Regions from separate parts of the Mus musculus genome. Here region 1 is linked to region 2. The links are chromatin contacts, called in public HiChIP or PLAC-seq maps. All regions are on one chromosome and are shown on one strand. Each heading gives the region's core, a stretch centred on a gene start, on an enhancer-like site or on the middle of the called end of the contact. The rest is flanking DNA. Distances are from core to core; before and after follow the strand shown.

Region 1 (6,092 bases), core at 1,906-4,405, 1.1 Mb after region 2:
GGCTGGCTTCTGGAAGAAAGGCACATCAAAGGCAGAGACTACAGGGACAGAGAAGAAACAGAAGCAGACCTAAGAATAATGTCCCACAGTGGGAAAAGACTTTAGCACAGAAGAGGGCTGGGCGACAGGTACGGGAGAAGGCAAATGGAAAGTACTCAAAGGAACTGAACTCTTAAGAAAAAAAGGATGATACTGGATATGGTTTCAGATTTTATGAGTTTCTAGGCTGAAGGTAACACCAGCAGAAAAATTTGTGCTTCTGGCCAGAAGAAAGGTGAAGATAGTCACAGCAACTGGAAACTAAAACATAGCCCTGGGAACAAAGAACAGAAAGGAGCAGTACAAATTAGGTGTGAGCCAGCCAGATCCTGTGGATAAGCCACGGCCCCTGCATCCACAGAACTCCTGAGAAGGTTAAAGCTGTGACCTGAGGTTGGTACCACTGCCTCAGTTAAATATCTGCTTGAAAATAAATCGATATTCCTCAGAAGAATATATGCAAATCCAGAGTTCCCATAATGTAATATTCAAGGTAACAAGACAGAAACCCCAAACAAGACAAGTTTTCCATGAGCAACCTGCCCACTAAGCTATAATGGACATATACAGAAGTGACAACACTGTCACAGATGGAGAGGAAATGAACATCACTCGTTGCTGGAGGAAAAGGAATTAGTGAAGCTGCCCTGGAAACCATTCACGGTTCCTCCGAAAGTCAGACAGTGGGGCTGGCAGGACACAATCTAATCTTTTTATCTAATGATAAAAAGAAAGCAAGCTATCACCACACAAAAGATTATTCCGCCACGACAACTACTGCTACTGAATAATCTTCAAAGTATTGCGCTAGGGTCAGGGGAGGTAGGTCGGTAGTCAAGAACACTGTTTTTCCAGAGCATCCATGTTCAATTCCCAGTACCTACACAACCACCTGCAACTCCAGTACTAGGAGATCCAACACCCCTGTGGACATCAGACACACATATGATAGACAGACATATATTCAGGCAAAACTCATACACGTATGAAAATTTAAATGTTATGCTAAGTGAAAAGGCCAGACCTGAAGGGCTATACCTTGTCTGATTCTGCTCTGCTTAGGGAACTCTACAACTTGAAGATACTGAAGAGCCTGACCTGACATCAGAGAGGAAGGACTGCAGCATCCACTGTTTCTGGACCATCTCAGTCTGTCAGTGCTGCTGTATAGAACTCCAGACATTAATGGATAAAGAAAAGAAGTTTAAATGTCTCACTGGTCCAGAGGAATTTCTCTCACAGTTCTGGAGGCTGGTAGGTGCCCTAGCATTTGGGGAAGACCTTCTTGCTGCGTCAGCTCATGGTAGAAGACCAGAGTAAGAGACAGGGAGAAAAAAAGGACAGGCCTGGACTTAACCTTTCATAATTGACTCATTCCTGCTGTGACAGAATCATTCCACTCACATCTGTTAGACTCTCACAGACTGATCACCTATGGGCACCACCTCTAAATGTTATTGAAGACTCCATTTCCTACAAGTTTTGGGAGTACACACATTCAAAACATAAGACTTGGTAGTATCCAAGTAATGATTCTTCTGAAGTTACCAACTCCATATATTCCCCATTACTCACTAACATTTACTTACTTTAGGAACATCACGACATCCCTCAATTTTGTGTGGCAATAGGAAGGGTCCACCATACTGAAATTCTTCAAAATAAATGCCAAATTAAAAGGCATCGATGATACAATCATAAAACTATAGGGGGGACGAGTGGAGAAGATATCGAGATCTAAAGCCACATTTTTGTGGCACTTTCTTGAGGCAAGGCTTCTGTCATAACCCCATTACAAAAACTAGAAGCTCGCCGGGCGTGGTGGCTCACGCCTTTAATCCCAGCACTCGGGAGGCAGAGGCAGGCGGATTTCTGAGTTCAAGGCCAGCCTAGTCTACCAAGTGAGTTCCAGGACAGCCAGGGTTACACAGAGAAACCCTGTCTCAAAAAAACCAAACCAAACCAAACACCAAACTGGAAGCTCACAGTGGAAAACAATGGATCTAGATTCCCACTCAACAACCTACATACAAATAACCCAACTATACATGGAACATCCTAGCTCCAGGTGACTCTAAAACGTGACATGCTCCAATTCGCCATGAGAGCAAATTCCACAGAAGGCAAATACTGCAAAGAAAGGACTCCATGGCAGCTTTAGGAGGAGTACAAATGACCTCCCACTCTTCTGAGCAGGCTCTGCGACTGCTTGACCAGCAGGAAGTGGTGAAACAGTTGCTATCAGTCTCTGGAGCCAGGCCTCAAAGGATGGGTAGTTTTCACTTCCAGTTGCCACAGGGTGGTCCAATGAGGAAGTCCTGAGAGGAAGAAATGGGACATCTGGCAGCACTCCAGGCCACGGGCAGCATAAACTCCGCCAGCCCTGCTGAAGTGAATCTGCTCCTCCTTTAGATATTCCTCGTCACACTAAAGGACCAGACGGAATATTCTCACCAGTCCTACCCCATGCTGCAGCCTGGGAGGCAGAATAAGTGGAACACTGTTATAGTGATAGCCACTGGGCCACTCCCTAGACCCCTAGACATAACGTTTCTCAAAACTGAAACCTGGTAACACTCACCCCACACACACATCTCAAAACTCAGTTCAACATTATTAGTATGACCCAAAAGGCCACAGGGTCGACAATAAAGACAAGCAGCCAGGCACCTGCACCCTTCAGTGCTTATTTATTAGGGACACCCACAGTACAGAATCTCACATAGCTGTCAACGGGAGGATTACATTGCTTTGGGGAGCACCTCTGCTTAGTCTGTAACCACTTTTGAGAGAGTATATTATTTTCAAAGATGAACGCTTATTTCCAAGTGTGTAAGCTGCCACCTGCATCCTGCTGTTTGAAACGGAAGAAGTCTGGTTCAACAGGGGCTGGAAGTGTCTTGGGTAATTTTTTACTTTGAAGTGGATCAGAAGGCTTCCCTGCCTGGCTAAACCAGTCTGTCATTTTTCATATGCAACTTTTCATATTGTTTCATTTTCACATCTATGCACCAACGGATGTTTTGAAAACTTAAGAAAAACACTCATCCACAGCTAACACTGTGGCTTCCTAGCGGGGGGAAAAATGAACGTGTGCTGCCCTCTCCTGCCACAACAATGAAATGAGGGAGAGGAGAGGCTGGAGCTGAGATGAAACCCTCAGGCCTGAGGAGATGGGCATGCCATTCTCATTACACTCCAATCAAAAGCCAGACAACAAGAAAACGTGTTGGTAATATTTATATTTGAAATTTCCCCATTGATACATGAGGTTTAGATTACAACTTATTTACAGTAAGTGATTTAAAAAAAAAAAGGGATGGGTTGAGAAAGAAAGAAAATGGAGGAGAGGATGGGGGAAGGGAGGGGAGGAAAGGAAACCTAGGCTCACAGACGTCATAGCACGGGGCGTTGGTTTCCAGGAGACGCTACAGCTGGCCGCTCTCGTGCACAAGCGGCAGACAAATGGAACATTCCGCTGGCTCAAGCTCCGCTCACCCTCCTCTCGGACGCACACCCCTTCTTTCAGGTTCTCAAAAGTAAACATAGAGGAGTATAAAATGCGTTGCCAATATTACTTATTACAAAAGTCCTTTATGGCTCCTCCCTAACTCCACGAAGAGAAGCAGCTGAGCCAGAATACAAAAATAAAATATTCATGTGCAAATAAAATGTCACGGATCATATCTCCTGTTGCCTTTCTGAGACAGGTGACCGTCACTTTGTGGGAATGTTGGCTAATAACATCAAAGGAGAGCGGCTCTTCCTTTCCTGGGCCAGGTCAGTGTATCAATTAAAATGGAAAAACAAAGCAAGAAGACCTTCGGAATACTTAGTGATGTTGATACCAGCCTCCCATCCACACACCACTCCCCGGCTCCATCCCTAAAATAAAGTCTACTTTATTTCCCTTTCCATAAAGTGATTGAGCCTAGGGTTATGTGTTCAGTATAGGAGGTGTGATGACAAGTGCTCCCTAGGTCTGCACCTTGGACTGCCGCACGCACGGGAGATACAGAGCCAGCGCGATCCTGCCACTTAGGGAAAGAGCCCAAGGAGGAGGGAGGGGCTTATCCCTGCATCCAGTCACATTCAGGGGTTATTCATTTACTTTTTATTTTCTTTTATTAAAAAAAAACAGTCAATGTCAGGAAGAGCAAAATATAATCAAAACCACAGCGGACAATAACTAAACAGTGATGAAGGAGCACTGGGGCCTGGGCACAATGAGGAGTGGACGCTTGATCCAGAGGAGACGGTCACTTCGCTCACACAGCTGCTGCAGGCTGCAACCTGCAACCTCGGCATCATTCTAAATCACAGGGTTATATTTTAATTTTTTTATTCCAAGGACATTCTTAGTCCCATCCCTGAAACCAATATGGTAGGGATAAGGTTGAAGTGGTCACCACTCACTAACTACAATATTTGCTATTGAAAAAATATATTTATATATAGTTCTGGAAACTATGAAGCAAACAAAATATAACACAGAGCTGAGTTTGTCACAGTTAACTCACATTGAGTGACAGCAGGATTGCCCAGGGAGGTCAGACAGGGGGGCTGCTGCAAATGCAGCAAGTATGTCCTTAAATATGTCACATAGTGCAACAATCAAGTCACCTGGGCTAGCTTCTCCTCACCACACACAACATGACAGAGGTCACATTGTCACTTTTGGTTAAAAGGGAAATGAGTGTTTCTTCTCAGAGATTGCCCTGTGAGTTCTGACATTCAGCTCTCATCACATCTTTAAATAGTCTAAAGCTTAGCTTCATTCCTCTCAGTTGGGAATGACCAACAGACAACACTGACCCTTAGCTCTGAGGACAGGACACGGTGCAGAAAGAGGTCCTGACCTTCCTCATGTCAAATGAGCACATGTCATCCCCAGAGGGACCACAGCAAGCAAGGTCTACACTATCAAAGATATGTGTAATGAAGATGGAAACGGCTAAGACAGCTAAGGGAGATGTGCTATGGTTTGCTTCTTAGCATCAATATGTGAACATGCAGCTCTGCTCACACTTTCCAGGTCCTCAGATGGAACCCTCCTTAACGCTCTTTAAGAGTCCTATTTATTCCACTGAACCATCTTGGACTTGGTGGTACGCATACCTTTAAAAAACAAGAGAACAAAGGTACCTAAATGAAAATATCCATAATTAGCTTACATTTATGTACACATTGTGACTGACAATCTGGAAATACTTCATAAGTGAAATAGGTCAGTGGCTTTTCCCCTCCTTTTCCTTGGAAACAACAAAGCTCTATATATTCTACTTTACATTTAAAAGGAAGGAAGAAAATATACAAGCCCATATTTATACTGTATTTCTACTAAGAGCAACAATAGCTCATGTGTGTTCATGTTAGCTATAATCACAACTCAACATATGAACACAGAGTCGGCTCTATGCCATGAACACTGCTGGATGTGATGGCTCGGGGTTATGGGCTCACCACTGTCCTGTCTCTAACAAGAAAAAGCTTCCTGGAAACAAACCCCACAACACACACTTGCCAATACACAGCGATGCAACACATCGGGTGAATACATACTGCACACCTGTACATCAGCAACTTACCTACCCAGGGGGACCCAGTACAGAGACAGTAAGCCCAGCTAGAGCACAGCCCTCGGGTTGGTTTGGTTTTGTTTTGTTTTTAACTTAAACAATTTGGTCACGATGCACCTTTGATATAAAAGCATTTTTTAAACTTTATTATTAATACTCAGGACATTAGGAATTTCCAGATTTTTTTCAGTAGCATTTGTAGAACCACTTTTGGTAACAAATACAGTAGTTAGGAATATGCATCCAATTCAGAACGCATAATGTTGATCCTGAATCCTTTCTGGCTAAAAACAGGGCTGGCGCTGTGGTGAGCTAGAGAAGGAGGATGTTCCTCCCAGAGGCTGCACCCTGCATCCTCTTCTGCTGAAATACTTTGTAAGTACACATTAGGAAGTAAGGCATCAACTGCAAACAGTTCATGCTGTTTGCTCAACTCGGTTCCCAAGTGGATGCGCGGTCCTGGTGCTCGGCTTC
Region 2 (5,916 bases), core at 1,539-4,038:
TTGCCATTCCTTGAGGTAATACCCGCCATTGGTACCTTTTATCAGGCTCCATATGATTAATAGAAGGCAAGGTGAATGCAAATCTAGGTTTATCTTTCTTATTTAATGGAATGGAAAAGAAACAATCTTTTAGAGGCCACTTTTCTGGCAGAGCAGATAAGAGAGACAGACCCCTCTGAATGGAGCCCATCACCTGCATCTGTGCATTAATAGCTTGCAGATCCTGTAACAACCTCCATTTGCCCAATTTCTTTCTGATAACAAAATTTTGGGTATTCCATGGAGATACAGAAGGTTGAATATGACCCAAAAGATATAGTTTTGCGCCCTTCACTCTTAGCAGCTCATCGAGCGCTGAAAAAATTGGGTGTGACTGTGACGACCCCATACCTAGTCTTTCATGTTCCACACAGTCGCCACAACAACAAAAAAGACTCAGAAAAATTACTCCAATGGCTAGAAAAAAAAAGTAACCCATAGACTGTCCCTATTATCCTCTTACTTTCACTTTCTCTCTTACTTTCACTTTCTTGTCTCCAGAGCCGGAGATCCTATTTTTCTCTTTACCGAGATCCTATTTCTTAGGAGAGCATGCTTCTCAGAGACTCACATTAATTTCTTTCTACTTACCGGTACCGCCGTTCCTCAGCTGAAGAGTTCTGAATTCACTCTGTTGAATCCTTCTCAGCAGCCTGTTTTACAGGAACATTTATTACCACCGTTCCCCAGCTGAAGAGTTCTGAATCCACGCTGGATCCTTCTCAGCAGCCTGTTTTACGGGAACCTTTATTAACCGCTCCTTCCCCGTGATGCAGTTCTGAATCCTCCCTGTAGCAGGGGGTCTTCGCTCGTGCCTGAAGATGTTTCTTTTCCCGGGTTTTCAGCACCACTTCTTGCGCGCGCTCGACTGGCCAGGAAGAACGACGCTGCAACAGGATCCTTCTGCACACGTTTATTGGGAGAGCTTGATTGTAGAGGCGAAAAGACCTCGAGCCCAGAACTGGTGCTGCTTTTATAGGCCTAGGACAGGCGTTCTCTCTCATCTGATTGGTTAACTTGTCTCTCATCTGATTGGTTAACTTGTCTCTCATCTGATTGGTTAACTTGTCTCTCATCTGATTGGTTAACTTTTGTCAATTCTCAAAACCTCACCTTGGCAAAAGAACCTTTACTGGCTATGTATGTGTGGTGGCCAGCTGTAGCCAACTGCCACTCTGCAACTGCCACTCTGCAACTGCCACTCTGTAACTGCCACTCTGTAACTGCCACTCTGTAACTGCCACTCTTCAACGGCTTCCCACAATTAATAGTATCAAATATATACATATATGTATATACACACACATATATACACATATATAATATTAATAAAGGAGACTCCACAAAGGACTTTAGTCCATAAGTCCATACATGTGGATAACATAGCATGCAGTTAATGATTGCAGAGGAGAAAAAATATTGGAACAAAAAGAAGCATGAAGTAGTGACTAGAGATGTGGTGGAAGGGCAGGGGGATGGGACTAGGATGGAAGAAAGGGACAGAGTTTAGGGTGGTAACACAGGCAGGAGAGTAGCCCCACAGTCAGGAAGAGAAGGCAGGAGAATTTAGAACCCCAGCCTGGAGCTTGGCAACATGAGTCCCAGAGAAACTAGTGCTGAATAGTGGGGCAGACCCAGGAGGCTTCCGCACTAGGACTAAAGCCTGCAGTGCCTTTGTTGCCCCTTAAGACACTGTTGCTCATTGCTGTTGTCTCCAGCACCCCTGGGTTCAGTTTCTATTTTCCCATTCACTGCCAATGAAATTTAATTTCTCTTCTCTTTTCTCTTCTCTTCTCTTTTCTCTCTTCTCTTCTCTTCTCTTCTCTTCTCTTCTCTTCTCTTCTCTTCTCTTCTCTTCTCTTCTCTCTCCTCCCCTCCCCTCCCCTCCCCTCCCCTCCCCTCCTCCTCCTCCTCCTCCTCCTCTTCCTCTTCCTCTTCCTCTTCCTCTTCCCCTCCCCTCCCCTCCCCTCCCCTCCCCTCTCCTCTCCTCTCCTTTCTTACATTTATTTATTTATTTGTAAGTACACTGTGGCTGTCTTCAGACAACCCTGAAGAGGGCGTCAGATCTCATTACGGATAGTTGTGAGCCACCATGTGGTTGCTGGGATTTGAACTCAGGACCTTCGGAAGAGCAGTCAGTGCTCTTAACCAGCCCCCAAAATCTAATTTCTTTATCATTCCAGCCCATTTCCTCGTGTGTAAAATGAGACTAGTAGTGTTTATTTCACAGAGTTGCTTTGAGGGATTAACGTCTACAGAGCCCTTGGAAAATATGGCAAGGGGTCGTTTCTGTGGAATTGTGAGTTAATGCTCTCTACTGTTATTGTAATCAAGATCCTTCCACGGATGGCTATGGGGGCTATGGAGAAGCGTCTCAACATCTGATGGGGAAGATCGATGGTCTTAATTCTCTGGAGGCCACTCTGTAAGCTTGCTGACTACAAGTATCAGAGGTAAGGCTGAGGTGGACTTTTGGGAATCCGTTTGAGCCAAAAAATAGTATTAGGTGTGGGAGAAGAGGGAATTAACAAAGAAAGCAGCCTGTTCGCAGAATAGCAAGAGTTAATTGTTGAAACGAATTTAGCTTAAGAGTATTTCCAGGTGCTTCAAAGTAAAATAGAAGAAATTATGCTTATCAAGTCTGGGAGAGTGTAACAGGAAGTGGGAAGGCAGGAGGGACTTTGCAAAGCAAGCCACAGCTGGATTCATAACCATCTGACGGATTGAGCTGAGAGACTAGTCCAGGTGGCTCTGAGACAGGTCAGAAGCCGGAAGAATGCTGGGTGTTACTGAATAGGTTGGGGAGTTGGGCAGAGAGGATAAGCAGAGGCCAAAGCTTTCTGAGTCACACAGATTGACAGTGGGGGAACTTTCAAATGAAAGTGGCTTTCAAACTGAAGAGAAACAAATATCCCAAGAAGGGAGATGGTAGAAAGTGAAAACCAAAGAACAGGCTGAGCTGTGACGATTGTGACTGAACCAGACATGGAACCTTCACAGAAGACAGATTCACTCAGAATGTAAAAGGAACTATCCACAAGAGAGAAAAGCCATTGGCTTGGTCAGCCAATGGCCACCTGGGTCTCTACATTCTCCTGACACAGTTGGTCCAGCTTAGGAGCTCAGATGCTCAGGGGAGACCCAGACAGATGAAATTGTGAGGTCCCTTGGGGCAAGGCAATTCAGGAATGTGGTGGAAGGCTATCCCTCCTTGATCCCTAGGCAACAGTGTCGGGAGGCGGGGCCAAATGGAAGGTGTTAGGTCACAAAGACTCATTGTGAACTGATGCTACTATAAGAAAAGCATTGGGGTAGCTGTCAGTCATTCTTTTATCTGTGCCCCTGCTATGTGAAGACACACATCCTCTTCTTCTTCGGAAGAGGAAAGACTCCACAGTAAAGGCACTACCTTGGAACCAGAGACTGAATTGACCAGTGTTTTTATCTTCGATTTCACTGCCTTTGACACTGTAAGGAATAAACTTCTGTTGTTTCTAAGCTATTTAGTCTCAGATATTTTGTTATGGTAGAAGGAAACACTCTCAGACAACAGACATGATGACAGAGTTATTAACAGTAGACCAAGCTGACCTCCTCAAACTCAGAGGTTTGCCTGTCTCTCCCTCCCAAGTGCTGGGATTAAAGGTGTGTGCCACCATTGCCCTGCTGTCAGTCTTATAATATTGCTTGAAATAAAAACTTTCCTCTATCCATTTGTCTGGAACAAAGGCTCCATCTCCTCCCCTCCTGCATGCGCAAGTATGGCTCCCTTCCCAGTCTTCCCATGCTCCTGCCTTGATGTTCGGCCTAAGCCAGAATACCTTCAGTTATTGAGTTCAAGATGGAGGTATAGCAAAGAAGACTAACCTTGTATGCAAACAGAAAGACTCAAACACCCACCAGTGTGAGGGGAGGGAGTGGAAGGCCAGCTCTGAAATCCTGTGATTCTCACTCCACTGAGTCTCAAAGCTCAGGTATCTTCTCCTCCAATGGGCTGTTTAGGTTCACTGGCTATGGGTTTGTGTCAATCAGTGTGTAAGACAGGAAAACCACTGCTATGAAAGGCAGCAAGGGAAAAGGTGAAGACTCCCACAGAAAGCCAGTAAGGGCTGGCGTGAAGACTCCCACATAGCTCCCTTATTGGCCTCCTTGCTTTGGACTCACACTTTTAGTCATGATTCCCGCAGAGACAACTGTTTGTGTCCTTTATTTCCTCCTGTGCTCAAGAACAAAAGCAGCTCCAGTAGAAAGATCAGGTGAAGATCCCTGTGAAACCAACCCTCAGCTTCATTATTCCTTTCCTGCTTTTCAGGCCATAGCCAGACATCCTCAAAAGTGACTCGGGGGAACAAATGTTTCTTTAATAACTCTGTGTACCTCAGGGAACTGGACTGCCTGACGTTTCTTTTGTCTTAAATTACAAAACCATTTTATTCTTTTAATAGCAAACTGCTCAAGTTTCAAGTTTCGTAAATATGGACCAGATATTGTGTGTGTTGTTGTTATTGTGATATGTCTTTTCTTCTTCTTCTTCTTCTTCTTCTTCTTCTTCTTCTTCTTCTTCTTCTTCTTCTTCTTCTTCTTCTTCTTCTTCTTCTTCTTCCTCCTCCTCCTCCTCCTCCTCCTCCTCCTCCTGGAAGAAAATACATCTTAAATTAAGGGTCTTGTAGCTTTGGCTTATTTGTATAAGTAATGAAGTTTGTTGGCTGTGTATAACTCTAACATACTTTCAAAAAACGGGATCTGTGAGGATATACCTGGAGAGACAGCTCAGCAGTTAAAAAGCACTGGTTCTTCCAGAGTCCCTGGGTCTCATTCCAGAACTTACCTGACAATTCACAAGCATATTCAATTCCAGTTTAAAAGGATTCACTGCCCTCTTTTGGTCACCAAGAGTGCCAGGCACACACATGGTACAGAGACATCCATGTAGGCCAAACATCTACATACATAAAAAATGTTTAAATATTGCAGAGTGTGCAACATCACTTTTGATATTATCAGCTGCCTAGCCTAGCAATGTACAGCTCAGAGCTGCCTGTTTAGTCTGTAAGTCTGGGCATTAGGATCGGATTCCAACAAAACCATTCCTGGCAGAGGATCGTGTCGAGTATTCAGCTAAGAATGGGCCAGATGCTGAGCTAACTGGGTAGACCATTCTAGAACATATAGCTTGTCTCATTTATCCCACTAAATTAAAAGATGCCCAGCGAAAAGTGGAAATGTTTCCTGAGGGTCAAGGTCATGGTATAGGGCTGAGCTCAGCCATGGAGGGCATTTACTTCCTGTAAGATCCTGGATTTGTCTCTAATAGTGGAAAAAAAAATTAATGGTTTGCATGCCACTTTGCTGGGGCTTCCTCTTTTCTGCCTCATCTAGAGAGCCCAACCCTAATCTTCTGAGGAATGTCATGTAATCCTTGACGAAATTACAAGCTCGCCTTCCTGGAATGACTCTCCATGCAAATGAGGTATCCCCCACCCCAACCTTAAAGCTTAGCTAGGGAAAATTCACTCTAAGAAGAACCTCTTCTTAATCTCCAAGGTGTGTGTGTGTGTGTGTGTGTGTGTGTGTGTGTGTGTAATGAGAGCTGTCTTCTAAAAGAGCTGCAACCCTGAAGCTGTAATGTAACACTGAAATCTTTGGAGGAGGCTCGCCCCCCTTCCCCCCCACCCCCACCCCTGCCCCCAGGATTTACTGACAGACCAAGATCCTACTGACCCACCTGTTCAGACTTCCTTTCATCCTTTCCCACCTGGAGTGCATCAGGGCCTGGGCACCCCAAGGAAGAGTTGGAACTCAGAACTTGGCTCTGCTCCATCCTCCCTGCTGGTGTGCAGCAGCACCTGGACACCCCAAGGGAAGACACACACACAC

What was found. HiChIP or PLAC-seq counts read pairs in DNA pulled down with a chosen protein or histone mark.
Region 1: an H3K27ac HiChIP or PLAC-seq map of double positive thymocytes shows a contact between it and region 2, with 10 times the contacts expected there. The contact joins two enhancer-like sites. A contact is called at or near these places in 7 of 39 promoter capture datasets (the 3T3-L1 cell line, the C10 cell line, cranial neural crest and 4 more), 4 of 15 datasets of contacts at CTCF or cohesin (the NIH/3T3 cell line, large pre-B cells, pro-B cells and 1 more), 46 of 484 Hi-C or Micro-C datasets (B cells, the C2C12 cell line, DN3 thymocytes and 29 more) and 11 of 115 datasets of contacts at active chromatin or transcription factors (double positive thymocytes, embryonic stem cells, forebrain and 2 more).

The regions. Positions count from the first base shown.
Region 1 is chr12:75,446,751-75,452,842 of GRCm38.p6, forward strand. Ppp2r5e (protein phosphatase 2, regulatory subunit B', epsilon) reads right to left here. Exons shown (of 14, transcript NM_012024.3): 14 at 2,713-6,092. Among named protein-coding and RNA genes, the nearest start is that of Gphb5, 33 kb to the left of the region's middle. Within about 2 kb of position 3,156, at least 74 of the 459 cell types and tissues checked have an H3K27ac peak or open chromatin away from gene starts, as enhancers often do. A contact at or near this core is called in DN3 thymocytes and double positive thymocytes, where this site is marked.
Region 2 is chr12:74,309,528-74,315,443 of GRCm38.p6, forward strand. Gm34552 (a long non-coding RNA gene) reads right to left here. Exons shown (of 3, transcript XR_872825.2): 2 at 5,765-5,885; 3 at 2,239-4,642. Among named protein-coding and RNA genes, the nearest start is that of Gm34552, 4.7 kb to the right of the region's middle. Within about 2 kb of position 2,789, at least 9 of the 459 cell types and tissues checked have an H3K27ac peak or open chromatin away from gene starts, as enhancers often do. A contact at or near this core is called in DN3 thymocytes and double positive thymocytes, where this site is marked.